Regions from separate parts of the Mus musculus genome. Here region 2 is linked to region 1. The links are chromatin contacts, called in public Hi-C maps. All regions are on one chromosome and are shown on one strand. Each heading gives the region's core, a stretch centred on a gene start, on an enhancer-like site or on the middle of the called end of the contact. The rest is flanking DNA. Distances are from core to core; before and after follow the strand shown.

Region 1 (7,808 bases), core at 2,692-5,191:
TTTTGGGAGTCAAAATGGCTGGGATGGGTTTTGTCATGTCCCTTGCTAACCAGTTTTTCCCCACTTCCGGGGTTCTGTTAGTGGTTCTGGTTAGTGGTTCTGCTAAGGTCAGAGATCCCTGGAGTAGAAATCTATCACTTGAGATTAGTTTTCAAGCTATTAAAAGGGGCTGTCAATTACTTTTCAGTATGTCCCCCAAATTCAGTCTTGTCACTATTTCCACTCTTTGTGTGTCACCCCCAGCCATGCATGTCACACCTTCGTCTGTAGGCTCTGTCTTCATTCCCCTCTCTCCCGCCTGCCCATGGGTCTCTGCAGGACAGACTGAATGAGGACCCAGATCTTGTGGCTAATTTACTGCAGTGTAACCCAGGGTCGGAAAAATAGGCCCCAGGTCTTGAAGAGACCAATTCTATTTTAAATAACTTGTCTAAGGAACCAATCATAGCTGGATAAAACGACATGTGCATAAAAATATGCAAAGTAGTTTCACAATAAAAAGTAAAGAGACATAAATATTCTAATGTCTGGCAAAAGAGCCACCAAAAAATTATCTTCTTCTAAAGGAGCGCTAAGATACTAAGACCTCAGAAACTAATCATAAGTGTAAGTTTAAACTATCTTGTAAAAACACAGTGGAGGGCTGGAGAGGTGCCCCGTGGTGAAGGGCGCCTGCTGCTCTTCCAGAGTTTGGTTTCTAGCAGCCATGTTGGGTGGCTAACAGCAGCCTGTAACTTCACTTGGGAGATTCTGACGGCCTCTTCTGGCCTCCACGGGCACTCCCTCGCATGTGCACACATACACAGGTTACACAAACCAAAAACAAAGTCAATCTTTAGAGAGAGACAGAAACACAGACGCAACCTCACATCCAGAGCAGGAGTGAGGGGGGCTGCACAGCAGTCGGCAGTGGCTGCTGATTCCTGTTCCGAGTAGCCCTCATTTTCTTCCTAATAATGGGTATGTTTTACATTTATAATTGGATAACCTTTTTCTTTCCTGCACTATCACTAAATCCAGGCCCCTGTGTATTATAAGCAAGCATTCTACCATTTGGCTATATCCCTAATCTAAATAATTAAATAGGAAAAATAACTTTTAGGCACTGTGTGGTGGCACATGCCTTTAACCCTAGGCAGAGAGATCCTGTCCTAAAAAACAGAAACCAACCAAACAAACAAAACAACGCCCCCAACAACAAGAAGCCCCCAAACCAAACAAGTATGCAAGCAAGCACTCGCCCCCCCTTGAAGAGTCAGGAACATCACTGAACTCTAGGATGGCTGTTTCCTGCCTGTGCTGAGTTCTAACTGCCCTGGAGGCTGGCTGTCCTCCCAGGGCTCACTGTCCCTAAACTTTGTCCCCAAAGCCAGGTGTTGCCCTCCTGCCTTGCATCAGCCTACAGGCTCTGTCTTACAGTACTGGTTACCAAGCCCCCACCTCCACCTTTCCAAACCTCCTTCCTCTGCGAGGCCTGGCCAGTGACGGCAGCCCACACATAGGCCTTGGATCTAGGGTAAGCAATGCAGTTTGGACACTTGGCCATTTGTGATTTTGTTTCAACACCCCCAAGAGTTGAAGCAGGGGTGCTGAAGAGCTCCCACTGTTCCTCTCTGTCCCTGGAAGATTCTAGAGAAGCAAGGCTGGTTTGGAGCGCAGATACCTTATTACCACATCGAACTGGTTGAGGGCGTGACCCAGCTCTAGTCCGTGCAGGATGCCCCCGTTCCCAACAACCACACAGCGCTTGCAGGCCTTGGCTCTCAAGTGTTCAGGAAAGTCATGTTCGGGCAGCATATCCAAGAGGCTCTGGACTTTACTGGAGAACTTCCGGAATCCAAAAGGCGGGTCATACTTGAGCTCAGCTTCACTGGCCGTGGGGACCTTCTGCACAAAAGGCTCCAAGTTGATGCTGTACCTGTCCTCAAATAACAGAGCCATAGCCGTCTTCGCGTACCTGGGCCGACATTCCTTCTGCAAGACTTCCTGAGCATAGCTCTGAGCTCTCTGGAAGGGGATGACCAACATAGGCTTTAAAACCTCTCCAACATTAGAAATGACACTGTCTAGACATTTAGTCCTGTGATTACCATCTGATGATATACATCATTTACCTTTTAGGGTTAGTGTTTTCTCAGGAATGGGCAGGAACCAGAAGGCCATATCTTATGACAAGAACAGAAACTCTACAAGGCCATTACTTTCATTATGCCACTGAGGCAAACTGTCACCAGAAGATGGGCCCTAAGTTGGCTGACTGTACTTACCTGCAGTATGCATAGTGGTCAGATCTATAGAAAACACAAGGAAGAATAGTGGGACCAGGGACTGAGGAGATGCAGAGATAAGGAATGTGTCTGACAGTAACAAAAACAGTATTTTTGAAAGATTCTGGAGGGCCAGAAAGATGGCTCAGTAGGTAAAGATGCTTGCTGCTGACCTGAGTTTAATTAATCTCTGGGAACTCACAGAATAGAAGGAGTAAGCTTACTCCCCAAAGTGGTCCTCTGACCTCCGTACTGTGTTATAGTGCACACACACACATACACACACACACACACACACACACACACACACACGCATGCACCCAGTGGTATGTTTGCTTGGCATGTTGCAATGCTCTGATTTGGCCCTCAGGACTGGCTAAGATGGTAAATTTTGTTCTATGGCTTTGTGCCGTCTGGGAGACAATGACCTTCAGTGTTATCAGAGAACAAGTGTCCTGACCTCACAGAACTTGCTGGTTCCTGTGCACGTGCCCAGGGATGGTCCTCCTACCGAGGCCAGCTGCTGAGGCCCAGTCAGAAGACTTCCCACGTGCTGCTCCTGCTGTGTGCTTCCCATCTTTGTGTCCGACAGCTCCCCCCGCTCCCCCCCTCCCCCGGGGCAGTTTTCTCTTGTGTGCACACGAGTCCGTGCAGATGTGTGGCACAGGCTCCTGTAGGTCACAGGATACCTACTTTTAAGACTGTATCTTGTCTTCAAACCTGTCAGTGTATCATGGAGATTCTAGCTGTTGTAGTCATAAACATGACCTCAGCTGGTTTTCCTCGGTCTTGTTATTTTTACTCTAATTTTTTGTTACACTTCATTCTGTGTATGTGTATGTGAGTGGGTGTGTGTGCCTGGTGTGTGCATGTGTTAGTGTTCATGTGTGTGTGGGGTATCTGAGGCCAACCTATGGGAGCCAGTTTTCCCCTTCCTCCGAGTGGGGCTAAGGGAGGAACTGGTTGTTGGTCTTGGCAGCAGGTGCTTTTTACACTTGGAGCCACTTCACCAGCCATTATCTGATTTTTACAAAATATACTTTCGACGGAAACATTTCCCTCATCTCAGTAGAAAAACCTTTAAAAATATTTTTAAAGTGTAGCCTTGCAAAGGTCTCCAGAGTGAGCTCCAGGCCAGCCAGGGCTACACAGAGAGGCCTGTGTGTGTGCATTTGGGGAATTTACCTCCTTTTGGTAAAGGGGAACTGACTAATGGTTTCACAGCCTTGCACCCCCTGTGGCACCCGAAGATAAGGTCACCAGTGAGTTCCCTTTGTGGTTTCAAGGTGTCACACCCAGGAGAATGAATCAGGGCTGCTCACGTGCCAAGGCCCGAAACAGCAGCTTCTACGCCTATGGAAAAGGAAGTTACTCCACACACCAGCAGCTCACACAAGCACTGACATCTTCCTGAGGGGTCAGTCGGAACACCAAGCAAGGAACCTATCATGGCCCGGAGTCCTCACAAACACTAAGCAGGCGAGGCTCGGCCCTTCATGGGGCCTTATCCCAGCCTGGGGGGAGGGTGGCAAACAGAAGGGTCCTGCCACTGACTTTACTCATCGCTCTAGTCTCCAGGTCTCGTGGTCATAGACAGCCATTTTTGGAGCTCCTGAAACCCAGTTCACCCCTAGGATTCATGCCCAGTACATGTTTTCCCAAGTCACCTAGGATCCAAAGGGACACCTGCAGCGTGCCAAAGGAGGCCCAGGGAAGGATGCTGGAAGTGTGCGCGCAGCTCTCCTGTGCTGCCAAATCTTTTCTTTAGAAGTTTCCTTTGGAGAGGAGTGAAATTTCATTCCATTCCCTGTCCTGGGAAAGCATTCATCTCATTTAATCTACTGTATTGTGAGCAGAGCCCAAGGCCCAGCTGTCACCCTCTGTAGTAACCCTGCCTGTCTCAGGGCTGGGGCTGGGGACCTGAGGGAGCGAGCGCAGCTAACAGCACTGGAGAGAGTGAGAACACTGTGAGCCTGGTTCCACATGTTTAAAGATGTGCTGAGCTCTGAAGGTGCCTGCCATCACAGGGCAACTTTTGCTAACTACAGTGCACTTTGGGGCCTCTTCTCTTTTCCCTACATGGGGTTCACAGCTTTAAAAAAAGGTGGGACAGTTCACTTTAAGGAACTGGGGTGCTCAGAGGAAGCAGGGGTTCCGGACCATGGCAGCCAAGTGGAGGAGGGCTGACTGGGAGGCGCCATCCTGGCGGCTCTGAGATCCAGAGAGCTGATGTTCCTCTTTTAAGAAACAAGATGCTGTGTCAAATCTAGGGGTGGAAATAAAGGCTTTAGCTCTTCAACGTTGTACTGGCTAGTTTTGTGTCAACTTGACACAGCTGGAGTTATCATAGAGAAAGGAGCTTCAGTTGAGGAAATGCCTCCATGAGATACAACTGTAAGGCATTTTCTCAATTAGTGATCAAGGGGGAAAGGCCCCTTGTGGGTGGGACCATCTCTGGGCTGGTAGTCTTGGGTTCTATAAGAAAGCAGGCTGAGCAAGCCAGGTGAGGCAAGCCAGTAAAGAACATCCCTCCATGGCCTCTGCATCAGCTCCTGCTTCCTGACCTGCTTGAGTTCCAGTCCTGGCTTCCTTGGTGATGAACAGCAGTATGGAAGTGTAAGCCGAATAAACCCTTTCCTCCCCAACTTGTTTCTTGGTCCTGAGGTTTGTGCAGGAATAGAAACCCTGACTAAGACAAATTGGTACCAGCAGAGTGGGGTATTCCTGTGACAACCTGACCATGTTTTGGGGAGGTCTGTGGAAGGACTTTGGAATTTTGGGCTTGAAGATCCATTCGTTGTTAAGAGCTCTGTCAGATGTTTTGTAGGAGCTTGGAAGATAATGTTGAGAACAGTGCAGAAGATGGAGGCCTGGCTTGTGAAATTTCAGAGGGAAAATTAAAGACTCTTTTCAGGGCCATTCCTGTTTTGATTGTGAAGATTCTGTAGTTCTGGTTAGCTGGGGCTGAAGAATCAGCTGTGATTAACAAGATACCAGAACTACTAAAGCAAAAACTTTGCATTACTGGGACTATTGATGCTGGTTAGCTGGAGCTAAGAAATTAGCGGTGATTAAGAAGAGACCAGCATCATTGAGGTGACATTTTCTGGGAAGTGTTTTCTGAGAGCACAGTGGCTGTGTTCCAGATATAGCCAAAGTTGTACATTGTGCTGTGGCTGGACTTGGTAATGTGTAAGGGTCACCCAGGTGGTACTGGTTTTGAAGGCATGAAGGAGTTGAGCAGAGCAGCTGAGGCTTGGCACTGTGAGAGGCCATGGAAGGCCATTGGTGAAAGTGCAGCCTCAGTTGCAATTGATGGCCCAGGACTGAAGGGGTCATGCAGTGTTTTGGAGATGCCAGTACCATGAGATGACCACCAAGAGCAGCAGCAGCAGTGGATTACAGGCATCTGGAGCCTAGAGGATGACGCGTGTGCTACAAAGGGCATGGCTGGAGAAGTGACCCAAGCCCTTGGAGGAGCCCAGAAGATCGTGAGTTGGATCCCAGACATTGGACGGTTGGAGATTGACTTTTGCTTTTGATTGTGACTGTGCCCTGATATTTTCCCTCTTGAAGGAAGAAACTGTTTTAGTGGAGCCCACAGTTAAGAGACTTTTAATTGTAAAAAGTCTTTGGATTTTAAGAGAGATGGATATTTTAAAGAGATTGAAATTTTAAGAATATGTAAAGACTGTGGGACTTTTAAAGTTATTTAGATCTTGGGGATGAATAAGATTGTAAGGGTTGAGGCTTACTAGTGATGTTTTTGTGTGTCAAGTTGACAAGGGGTCAATTGTACTGGCTAGTTTTGTGTCAACTTGACACAGCTGGAGTTATCATAGAGAAAGGAGCTTCAGTTGAGGAAATGCCTCCATGAGATACAACTGTAAGGCATTTTCTCAATTAGTGATCAAGGGGGAAAGGCCCCTTGTGGGTGGGACCATCTCTGGGCTGGTAGTCTTGGGTTCTATAAGAAAGCAGGCTGAGCAAGCCAGGTGAGGCAAGCCAGTAAAGAACATCCCTCCATGGCCTCTGCATCAGCTCCTGCTTCCTGACCTGCTTGAGTTCCAGTCCTGGCTTCCTTGGTGATGAACAGCAGTATGGAAGTGTAAGCCGAATAAACCCTTTCCTCCCCAACTTGTTTCTTGGTCCTGAGGTTTGTGCAGGAATAGAAACCCTGACTAAGACAAACGTGATCCAGGTTGAGCTGCAGGCCACCAGCAATGAAGAATAAAGACATCTTGAAGGTCCAGCTGTCACTGATGTGATAATTTACCATGGGCCATCACAACAGGAATATCCACTGAAGGGCATTAAGGGCAAGCTGACCTCCTCAGCAGCACTGCCATTTCCACTCCCTGGCTTCGGGGTCATGTTTCTTAGACATACAAACAAGTGGCAGACTTTCAAGTCCACATGAAGCTCTATCCCCATTACATACCGACTTTATAGTTTCAGGAGAGGAGAGAATTTAGGTCAATGAACTTTGAGTTAACTAAATACAGGAAAGAGCTTAACACAGTCATAGCTCCTGGTATCTGGGGACCAGTTATTATAGAAACACACATAGTTTTCACATCTGTAACTGCACACTGGTCTCTTCCTCCCTTTGCCTAGTGGCTGCCACAAGTGAGAGCAAAGTTCTCAGCCTTCTGGTGATTAAAAGCAGTCAGAATTTAAGGATAATACTCATGGGGCAGACGCCACAGTGAACCCTCACTGCCGTAGTGGATGTGGGCTCTGTGTGGAATCAGTTGAGAAAGGGCTCTGCAGGAATTGAGCAGTGTGACAGAAAGCCCCAAACTGAATTACGCTGAGAACGGTGTAGAGTGCTCTAAAGGATTAAGTCCTACTGTGTGATTTCATGTCTATCAACTGTGGAGACAGAAAGGCTGGCAGCTGCAGATCTACTTAACTAGTAACATCTCCGTTAAAGCAGTGGATGCTGGGTGGAGGATGGAGTCGTGGCTTTTTTTTAACCTCTGACACGTTGTGGGGTAGTCTGTAGAAAGTGGGGTGGTAGCAAGCACAGCAGAGATGTGTGCAAGTGCTGCCGCCTCGGATCAAAGACCAGCTATGCAGGGCGAGCCCGCTCACTGTGAGCAGCATGGTAAAGGGAGGACCGCGAGGCCGGAAGAGCTGAGTGTTGGGTCCCAATTAACTATGCTGCACGGAATGCTGTCCTCAGGGTGACCTGTGGTCTTCAGCTCTCAGAAAGAAGAGTGGGCCAAGTTCAAATTGCTGCTGCCACCACTCAGACCAAGCCTAAATTGACACAATATGCCAGTCTCTTCTCAAGTATCTTTTAAGCACAATTTTGGATCTCAGACACACTTTCAATGTGTTTAAACCTCTCTTCAGAGACTACCATTGGTCTTGTTAAGAACTGGCATGTTAATGGACATTTTTAAATTAAAAAAAAAATCATAAACTCCACAACTTGGCAGCTGTTCTCCCTCCCCTGTGGAATGAATGACAGCTGGACTGGGTGCAACTAGGAACACTAGTATCTTATAGGATAGGACAGGGTGCCGTTCATGC
Region 2 (7,808 bases), core at 3,593-6,092, 88 kb before region 1:
CTGCTTTGCTTGTGGTGAGGTGAACCCCTCCTGAACTGAGGGGGTTCGTGTGCCCCAAACCTCTCCCTCAGCTCCTTTTCTCTGCCTCCAGCTGCTGCCTTCAACTTTACTTAGGGAGAGCATTCATGCCTGTGTGCTTGCCTGTGTCTCTCGTGTCCTGTGCCTTTTCTGTCTACAAGGACTCCTATTTTATGTAATCTTAACGTCAGGATTGGATAGACCCATTTCATCGTAAGCAATACTGAGGCCAGGGGAAGGTACGAGACTCACCCAAGATCATCTTGTAGTGAGCAGTTCATGGAAAGTTTATGTGGCTACAATCTTCCCACTGGGTGGTGCCCTTGTTGACTTTCAGATGAGGTTTCGTTCTGCTGTCTGTAGGGGAAGTTCTGACACAAGCATCAAATTCAAAGTGTCCTGACGAAGGTTAGCCCAAGTATTTTAAAAGAGACTTAGTGTGCACACAGATGTAGTTAAATGTATGTACATGTGTTGAATATATCTACCCAAAGGACGCTTGTGCGCGCGCGCGTGTGTGCGCGCGCACACACACACACACACACACACACACGTCTCTTGTTTCTTTTTCCTAGCCCCAACCATTCTGTCCTTTCCCTAAAAGGGTTGCTGGGTCCCATTGGACATCATCTTGTTGACTGAGAAGGACAGAGATCTAGAGAAGGGCTGAGACTGTCCCCACCCTGTCCCCACCACCAGGCACTCCCAGGGAAGGAGTGTCTCCCTGCCCTGGAGCTTACCCTCCTGGACTTTCTGTGTGGCTGGGGACAGTCCTCTGTGGGCCTTGGCTGCTCAGGTTGCATCATGACGTTATCCTCTACCTCACATTGAGCTCTTCTGCACCAAGAGCAGGCAAGGTCCATAAGGAAGAAGAAGAAGAAGAAGTCTCAAATGTGTGTCTTCAGGGGCCTGGGCACTGAGCAGGGCAGGGCTCTACAGGACAAGGCAGTATGGATGCTTTATTATACCCCCCTCCTCCTTTTTTTTTTTTTTTTGACAGGGTCTCTCTATGTACTCTTTGTTGGCCTGCAGCTAAACTTGTTATATAGACTAGGCTAGCCTGGAATTTATAGAAATCTCCTTGCTTTTGCATCTGCCTCCTGAGTGCTGAGGTTAAAGGCACATACCACCACACCCAGCTCTTTTGGGATTTTAAAAACTATATTGCTGTGTGTGTGTATAGGTGTGTCTCAGTGTGTGAGTAGAGGTCAGAGGACAGCTTGAGAAATTGGTTCTCTCCTTTTACCATGTGATCCTTGGGGATCGAACTCTGGCCATGGGGCTTGGCAGCAGGCAACCACTGAGCCAGCCAGCCAGCCATTTCGTCGTTCTGATGATAACCACAGAAACGCACCAGGCTCCGTGCTTAGAACCTCCCATGTTCTAGTTGGCTTTGTGAAATAGGTGCTGTCATCACTTCCCCCATGCCCCAGTTCTTACAAGGTGGTTTTGGGGTCTCAGGAAACTTATGTGAACTGGCTGAGGTCTTGTGGTGCTCCCGGTGGCCCCGTAGGCTTTGTGCTGTGCTGCACCCATGTGTCGGCACTCTCGGGTCTTGGCAGTGCGTTCATGGTGTTGTGCAGTTACAGAGCTGTGTGGCCACCACAAAACCTGGATTGAATCAGGGTCAGCGAGTCTTCCCACTGGCCAGCGCTTAACGGCTTTGCTTCCTGGCTTATGTACCGCAGCACCAGGAAGACAGTTAGGTCCCTGCCAGTCATTGCAATCTCCTCTCCTCTCAACCAGGAAGAGCTGGGAGGGAGCTGTGTGCCTGCTGCAGGTGGGACAGAGTCCCTCACGTCTGGGGACGGGGGGTGCAGGGCAGATGGTCAGACCACAGCACTTGCCACCAGCCCAGCTGCACCCAAGCCCTCCTTGCTGCCCCATATGAGGGCCATGTGTGTGCAGCTGGGCTGGCCACGTGCAGGCTGCTCCCTGCCAGGGGGGAGGGGTCCATGGGAAAGGCCAGCTGTACTGGGCAGAGGAGGGAAGGGCCGGGGCTTTGGAGCTCAGTTCCCTGGCAGGACCCTCGGGCTATGCCCACCTTTGGGATGCCTAGCCTGTGGGTGGCTTTGTTCTCCTCCTCGAAGCCCCTTGATGTCCATGGAGGAGTGGCATCAGCAGACCGTGATGGCCCCTTAGCAGCGAGCAAGTGGGCCCCAGGTTACCCCCCCACCCCCATGTGCCTTGAGGATCTCCAAGGTTCATCACTAGATTATAATTCCAGAAGGGTATAGGGGTGGTGGTCTTAGCCTGTCTTTGGCTCCCAAATCCTCTGAGGTAAAAGAGATAGGGGAACCCCAGCAGTGTCTGTGTGCCCCTCCCTTAGGTAGTGACCAGCAAACCTCCTCACACTGGAAGCTCCACAGAGTTGGCGAGGGTGGCAGGATCCTACCCTGCCCCCAGGTTCCAAGAGAGGCTGTTTGTTGAGATTCTTATGATGTGAATATATATCTTTGGTCGTAAGTTTGTAGAACTACTTGTCACTTACAGAAAGTGGCCAGGTTCTGTCCCCAGATCTGTCAGGCCCTAGGGGAGAATGGCTGGGTCTTGTGTCCTCTTTCACTTTTGTAAACAGTTTGAATTTTAAAGTCCTTTCTAAGTAGACCTGAAAGGGACATTGAACAGCCCAGATGAGGCAGCTTCATGCCAGGAGTCCTGTCCCACAGTCGTGAGGGAATAGCTTCATGCAGAAGGAGTCTAGAATACCCACTGTGTGCAGGGACATGGTATGCTTGTAGCTCTGTGGGCCTGGGGGTCTCTGAGGACTGTTAGAGGGCAAAAGGCTTTGAGGGCGTTCTTGAATGTTCTGCTAGGTTCTTGATTTTGTTTTTGTTGTTGTTGGTTTTTTCCCCCTTCACACTTGTCCACTGTGATCCCATTCTGAGAAGCAACTGTTTGGATGCCCACGTTTCTGGTGAAGAAAGGGGTCCTGTAAGGCCACAGTCCTCCTTAAAGTCGGGAAGATGTCCAGAGGACAGCCAGGCCCTCAGGCTGCCCAGCCAGTGTATGCTGGAGCCAAGGGAGGGTCTAGCTTGGGCAGTAGAGGAGGAGTGGAACGTTTGGGGGCCCCAGAGGACCTTGTAAAAATGCCCAAAGCCGATCCTTTGTGGAGTTTAAAATCCAGGAGCAGGAGAAGTCGCTCCATCAGTAAAACACTTGCTGAACAAACTCGAAGATCTGAGGTCAATCCCCACCTACCCACGTAAAAAGTCAGGAACGTTGGCATACATCTGTCACCCCAGCACCGGGGAGGGACAAACCTGAGGATCTCTGGGGCTTTAGACCCAGCCAACCTGCCAACCTAGCTGAGTCAGGGGGCTTCTGGCTCAGGAGAGAACTTGTCTCCAAAATCAAGACAGAGAGTGATGGAGGAAGACACCTGGTACCGATGTCTAGCCTTCATGTGTGTGCTTGAACTTATGCATGTATCCCAGCAAAGATATTTGTGCACAGACACATGTCTTTAGCTAGTCCTTTAAGCTAGTCTTTATAGATGAATCTGAGGGAGGTGACTTTAGCATTCCAGAAGCTGGAAAATTCAGGTAGGGAGTGGGAGACAGGTGGCCATATCTACTTCAGCTTCAGTCCTTTCACAAGTTAGGGTCCTGTGCAGACAGTTGGATGGGGTATGGATGGGGCTCATGACTTGTTCTGGATTCTCACAGAGGTAATGTACAAATTTGGAGTCTTTGGGGATCCCTAGCCTAAAACTATCTAAAGCTATGCATGCCCACCTTAAGCTAATTGGAAGGAGCCCTGGTGGAGCCATGACTTGAAAACCCAGCACATCTCTCTGCAGCTGGAGGCATAGGGAGACTACGCAGCTGGGAGACAAGTGCATCTTCGTGGAGTGGACACCATTGCTTTTCCTCAGTGCACTGCTGAAGAGATGGGTGTAGCTAATGCATTCAGAATGCCTCAAGAAGGCAGCTGTTGGGGACCTTTTGCAACACCAATAAATATCCTCAAGACGCCGTGAGGAACACAAGGGTTGCTGTCTCTGCCCTCTCAAGGAGGAAACAGAGGCTCAGAGAGCTGAAGGGATTTGCTCTAAATTATGCTACTGCAAGTGCCTGGAACTCTGTGGTGGCAGCTGGGCCAAGGCGTCTCCATGCTAGGGTGTAGCTGGACTGTTGGGGGTCAAAGATTGCGTGGGCATTAGGAGAGTGCATAGTAGTGGTTTGTGGGTTTTGGTGTTTGTTGTTTGTTTTGGTTGGTATGTATGCTTTATGTTTGTGACAGGGTCTAATGTAGTCAAGGCTAGCCTCATACTCAGTACATAGCTGAGGATAATTTCAAACTTCTGACCCTCCTGCTTCTATCTCCCATGTGCTGGGATTACAAGTGTGCTCCACTTCTCCTGGTTGGTGCCGTGCTGGGGATCGAATACAGGGTATCAAGGTATGCTAAGCAGGCACTCTTAACAACTAGCCTTGTCACTAGGAGACTCTGAAGGAGCCTTACAAAGAGCCAACCTTGGGGTAGGAGAGAAGAAGGGACAAGCCATCAGAAAGAGCCACTGTTGCCCCATGTGTCCACCCTGGTAGCAGAATGTCCTGTTGAATATGCCTTCCTCGGGTGCTGGGTAGATAAACTGCTGGCTCTACCCAGGGCTCAGTTGACTGAGCTGAGGCTCAGAATGGCACTCACCCATTTTCCTCATGTGCATACGGGACGTTCATCTTTACTTGAGGTAGATCTCAGATAGGACAATGCTGTGGAAGGCCGCTGGTCATGCTAGAAAGACAAGGGCTGTCCATGGTTGTCTTTTGTTGACCAGGAAGGAGCTGGACCCAAGCAGTGGCACAAAGTGACGTATCTAGGACAGACTGCCCCAGAGCCTGGCACGGTGTGCCTGGGTTGGCCTTGGCTTCACCTGCCAGTCTGGGTCCAGCACACAGACCTTTCTCAAACTCTCACTTCCTCCTAGAAGCCCAGCTGTTTGGGGGCCCAGGTGCAGAGTTGTCTGTTGAAGGGAGATTTCCAGAGTGGTCTGTAAATGACATAGCCCTGTGCTCCCAGATTCCCCCACCCCGCAGGCAGACACTACCTCCACAGAGGTGCTGGGCCTGACCCTGAGACCCCTTCCCTGGCCCAGATCTTGTTTGTTTGTTCAAACTGATAACAGGGTTTTCTGGACTCTGACTGGAAACAGGCGAATAGCCTTGTTCTGCCAGCTTTTCTTGGATGGGTTTGGTGCTGTGGCTGGGGATGGGAGAGCGGGGGGGGGAGAAGGAGGATGGGCACGTAGGTGGGAATGGGCACGTAGGTGGGGATGGGCACGTAGGTGGGGATGGGCACGTAGGTGGGGATGGGCACGTAGGTGGGGGGTGGGCACGTAGGTGGGGGGTGGGCACGTAGGTGGGAGCTGGAGGTTCAGGAGAGTTGCTTGCTTTGCTGCCTTTCCTGACCCTGTGCCTTGGTTTTCTAGACTCCTGGCTTGTATAGAGTAAGGGGTACTTAGCTACCATGCCCAGGATGAGGGGTGCTTAGCTTCTGTGCCCAGGATGAGGGGTACTTAGCATCTTTGTCCAGGATGAGGGGTACTTAGCTTCTGTGCTCAGGATTAGGGGTGCTTAGCTTCTGTGCTCAGGATGAGGGGTGCTTAGCATCTGTGCCCAGGTTTCTCACCCTCTCTGGAGCCTGTCTCAGGACCTTGTGCAATACTGAATGCCATCATTTTCCTGACCTCTGCTAGGCTTGCTGTGTACAATGCCTGCCATCAACTGAGTCCCCACTGCCTTGTGAGGTCAGTTTTGTGCCCAGTGTACAAGGGCTGAGTGAATATGTCATTCACTGGGACGTACGCTGGGCAGAGTCAGAGCCAGGCATTGAACCCAGGAGACAAAGGTAAGTATGCGTTGTTTGTTCATCCTCAGAGAGATGGCATTTGTGTTCAAAACTGCACCTCTCTCGCTCTGTGTGTGTGTGTGTGTGTGTGTGTGTGTGTGTGTGTGTGTGTGTGTGTTAAGGTTCTCTCCTCTCATTGATCCGGAACTGACCAAGTAGTCCAGGCAGGTTAGCTAACATGCTCCACAATGCTTCTGATTCTACCTTCCGAGTGCTGAGATTGTAAAGCACATGCTACCATGCTGGACACTTTTTTTTTTTCAAGACAGGGTTTCTCTGTGTATCCTGGGCTGTCTTGGAACTCACTTTGTAGACCAGGCTGGCCTCGAACTCAGAAATCCACCTGCCTCTGCCTCCCAAGTGCTGGGATTAAAGGCATGCACCACCCTTGCCCAGCCATGCTGGACACTTTTAACATGTGCTCTAAGGATTGAACTCAGGTCCTACATTTTGCAAGGCATACTGATTAAACTATTTTTAGCCCAGTTTTTTTCTTTTATCTTCTTATAAAATATTTATTTATTATATGGATATGAGTGTTTTGCCTGCATATATGTCTGCATAGCACGTGAGTGCCTGATACCCAAAGAGGTTGAAAGAGGGCATTGGATCCCCTGGAACTAGAGTTACGGGAAGTTTTGAGCTGCTGTGTGAGTGCTAGTACCCAAGCCCAGGTTCTCTGGAAGAGCAGCCAGTCCGTACCCTTAACCACTGGGCCATCTCTCTAACCCCTTATCACTTTATTTTTAATTATGAGTATACATGTCTGAGTGTGGGTTTGTGCACTAGTGCAGTGTCTGAGGCCAGAAGAGGGCCTGGGGTTCCATGTTTCTGGAGTTAATAGGCAGTTGTAAGCTGCTCTGTTTGGCTGCTGGGAACACAATTTTGGTTGCCTGCAAGATCAGCGTGCTGTCTTAACTGCTGTGCCATCACTCCAGTGCCCAAAATATGTTTTTAGAACTAGATTCAAAGTACCCTGGAGTTAGTTCACTCATAGCCTATTTAACCAGCCCTTTTGAAACCTGCTCTGGGCCAGACATGGACTATACTCTGCAGCTGTGAGCCTTCCCCCAATGTATGAGGGAATACTGGACACTTAGGGTGGGAGCAAAAATGAGACTTAAAGGTCAATAGATCCATTACAGCACCGTTAGGCACAGGCTGCTCCTTGGTGTGGGGCAGGCATGAGAAATCAGAGAGAGTTCCTAGGTGAAGTGCTGGTTAAAGTGGATGATGTAATGTCCACAGACGTGGGGCTGCCAATCTTGTTATTACTGAGCTTTGTGGCCTAGGACTTCTTTGCTGAGGAGAGCATTGAGGGTCCTGTACACGGTGTGATGTTCAGCAGCATGCCACCTCCTTCCAAACCCTGCTGCTCCTCTATGGTGACAACTAGGAATGGCCCCAGACCTTACCATCTATCCCTCAAGGGTTAGAATCATCCCTTGTTCAAAATACTGGCTTCAAAGAGTTCCTGGCCCATGAGTGTGCTCCCTTAATGTGACTGTGGCAGCTCTGTGCGGGCCCCACACTCGGTGGGGTGACACTGACGATGTGTATAGATGCCAAAGAGCCATAGATGGGACCAGAGCTTGCCAGTGGGGACATTTTAGCTGTTTGGATAAAGAATGCAGGTAAAGAACAGGTAGATTGGTTAATAGTTGTCAGGTAGATTACAAGGAGTTCCATTCGTGTTACAACACCACACTCAGTTACATCGTGCTGTGGTCTTAGCTCTTTGATGGCTCGCATAGCACACGTGTAGGATGACCAGTACTAGGAAGGCAGAGGCCCTACCCATCTTCCACAATTAGTGAGTGATAAGCTGCTAACAACACAGACAAGTGAATCAAGTTGGGGCTGTTGGCATTTATCACCCACCTGTTGCGTGCCATGCTCAGCAGTAACCCAGGTCTAGAGGGCATAGAGAAAGTGAA

The links. A called contact is a pair of places that touch in the nucleus more often than the background predicts.
Region 2: a Hi-C map of liver shows a contact between it and region 1, with 2.6 times the contacts expected there. The contact joins two enhancer-like sites. A contact is called at or near these places in 3 of 39 promoter capture datasets (embryonic stem cells and pre-B cells), 1 of 484 Hi-C or Micro-C datasets (liver), 2 of 115 datasets of contacts at active chromatin or transcription factors (embryonic stem cells and pancreatic cancer cells) and 3 of 9 other capture datasets (adipose tissue, embryonic stem cells and pancreatic islet).

What each region holds. Positions count from the first base shown.
Region 1 is chr6:72,136,339-72,144,146 of GRCm38.p6, reverse strand. St3gal5 (ST3 beta-galactoside alpha-2,3-sialyltransferase 5) reads right to left here. Exons shown (of 7, transcript NM_001035228.2): 4 at 1,664-2,007. Among named protein-coding and RNA genes, the nearest start is that of 4933431G14Rik, 17 kb to the right of the region's middle. Within about 2 kb of position 3,941, at least 119 of the 459 cell types and tissues checked have an H3K27ac peak or open chromatin away from gene starts, as enhancers often do. A contact at or near this core is called in liver, where this site is marked.
Region 2 is chr6:72,225,170-72,232,977 of GRCm38.p6, reverse strand. The region is part of intron 1 of Atoh8 (atonal bHLH transcription factor 8); the gene reads left to right. It overlaps Gm52906 (a long non-coding RNA gene), which reads right to left and starts at 1,356. Exons shown (of 3, transcript XR_003956452.1): 1 at 1,265-1,356; 2 at 759-855; 3 at 250-417. Within about 2 kb of position 4,842, at least 17 of the 459 cell types and tissues checked have an H3K27ac peak or open chromatin away from gene starts, as enhancers often do. A contact at or near this core is called in liver, where this site is marked.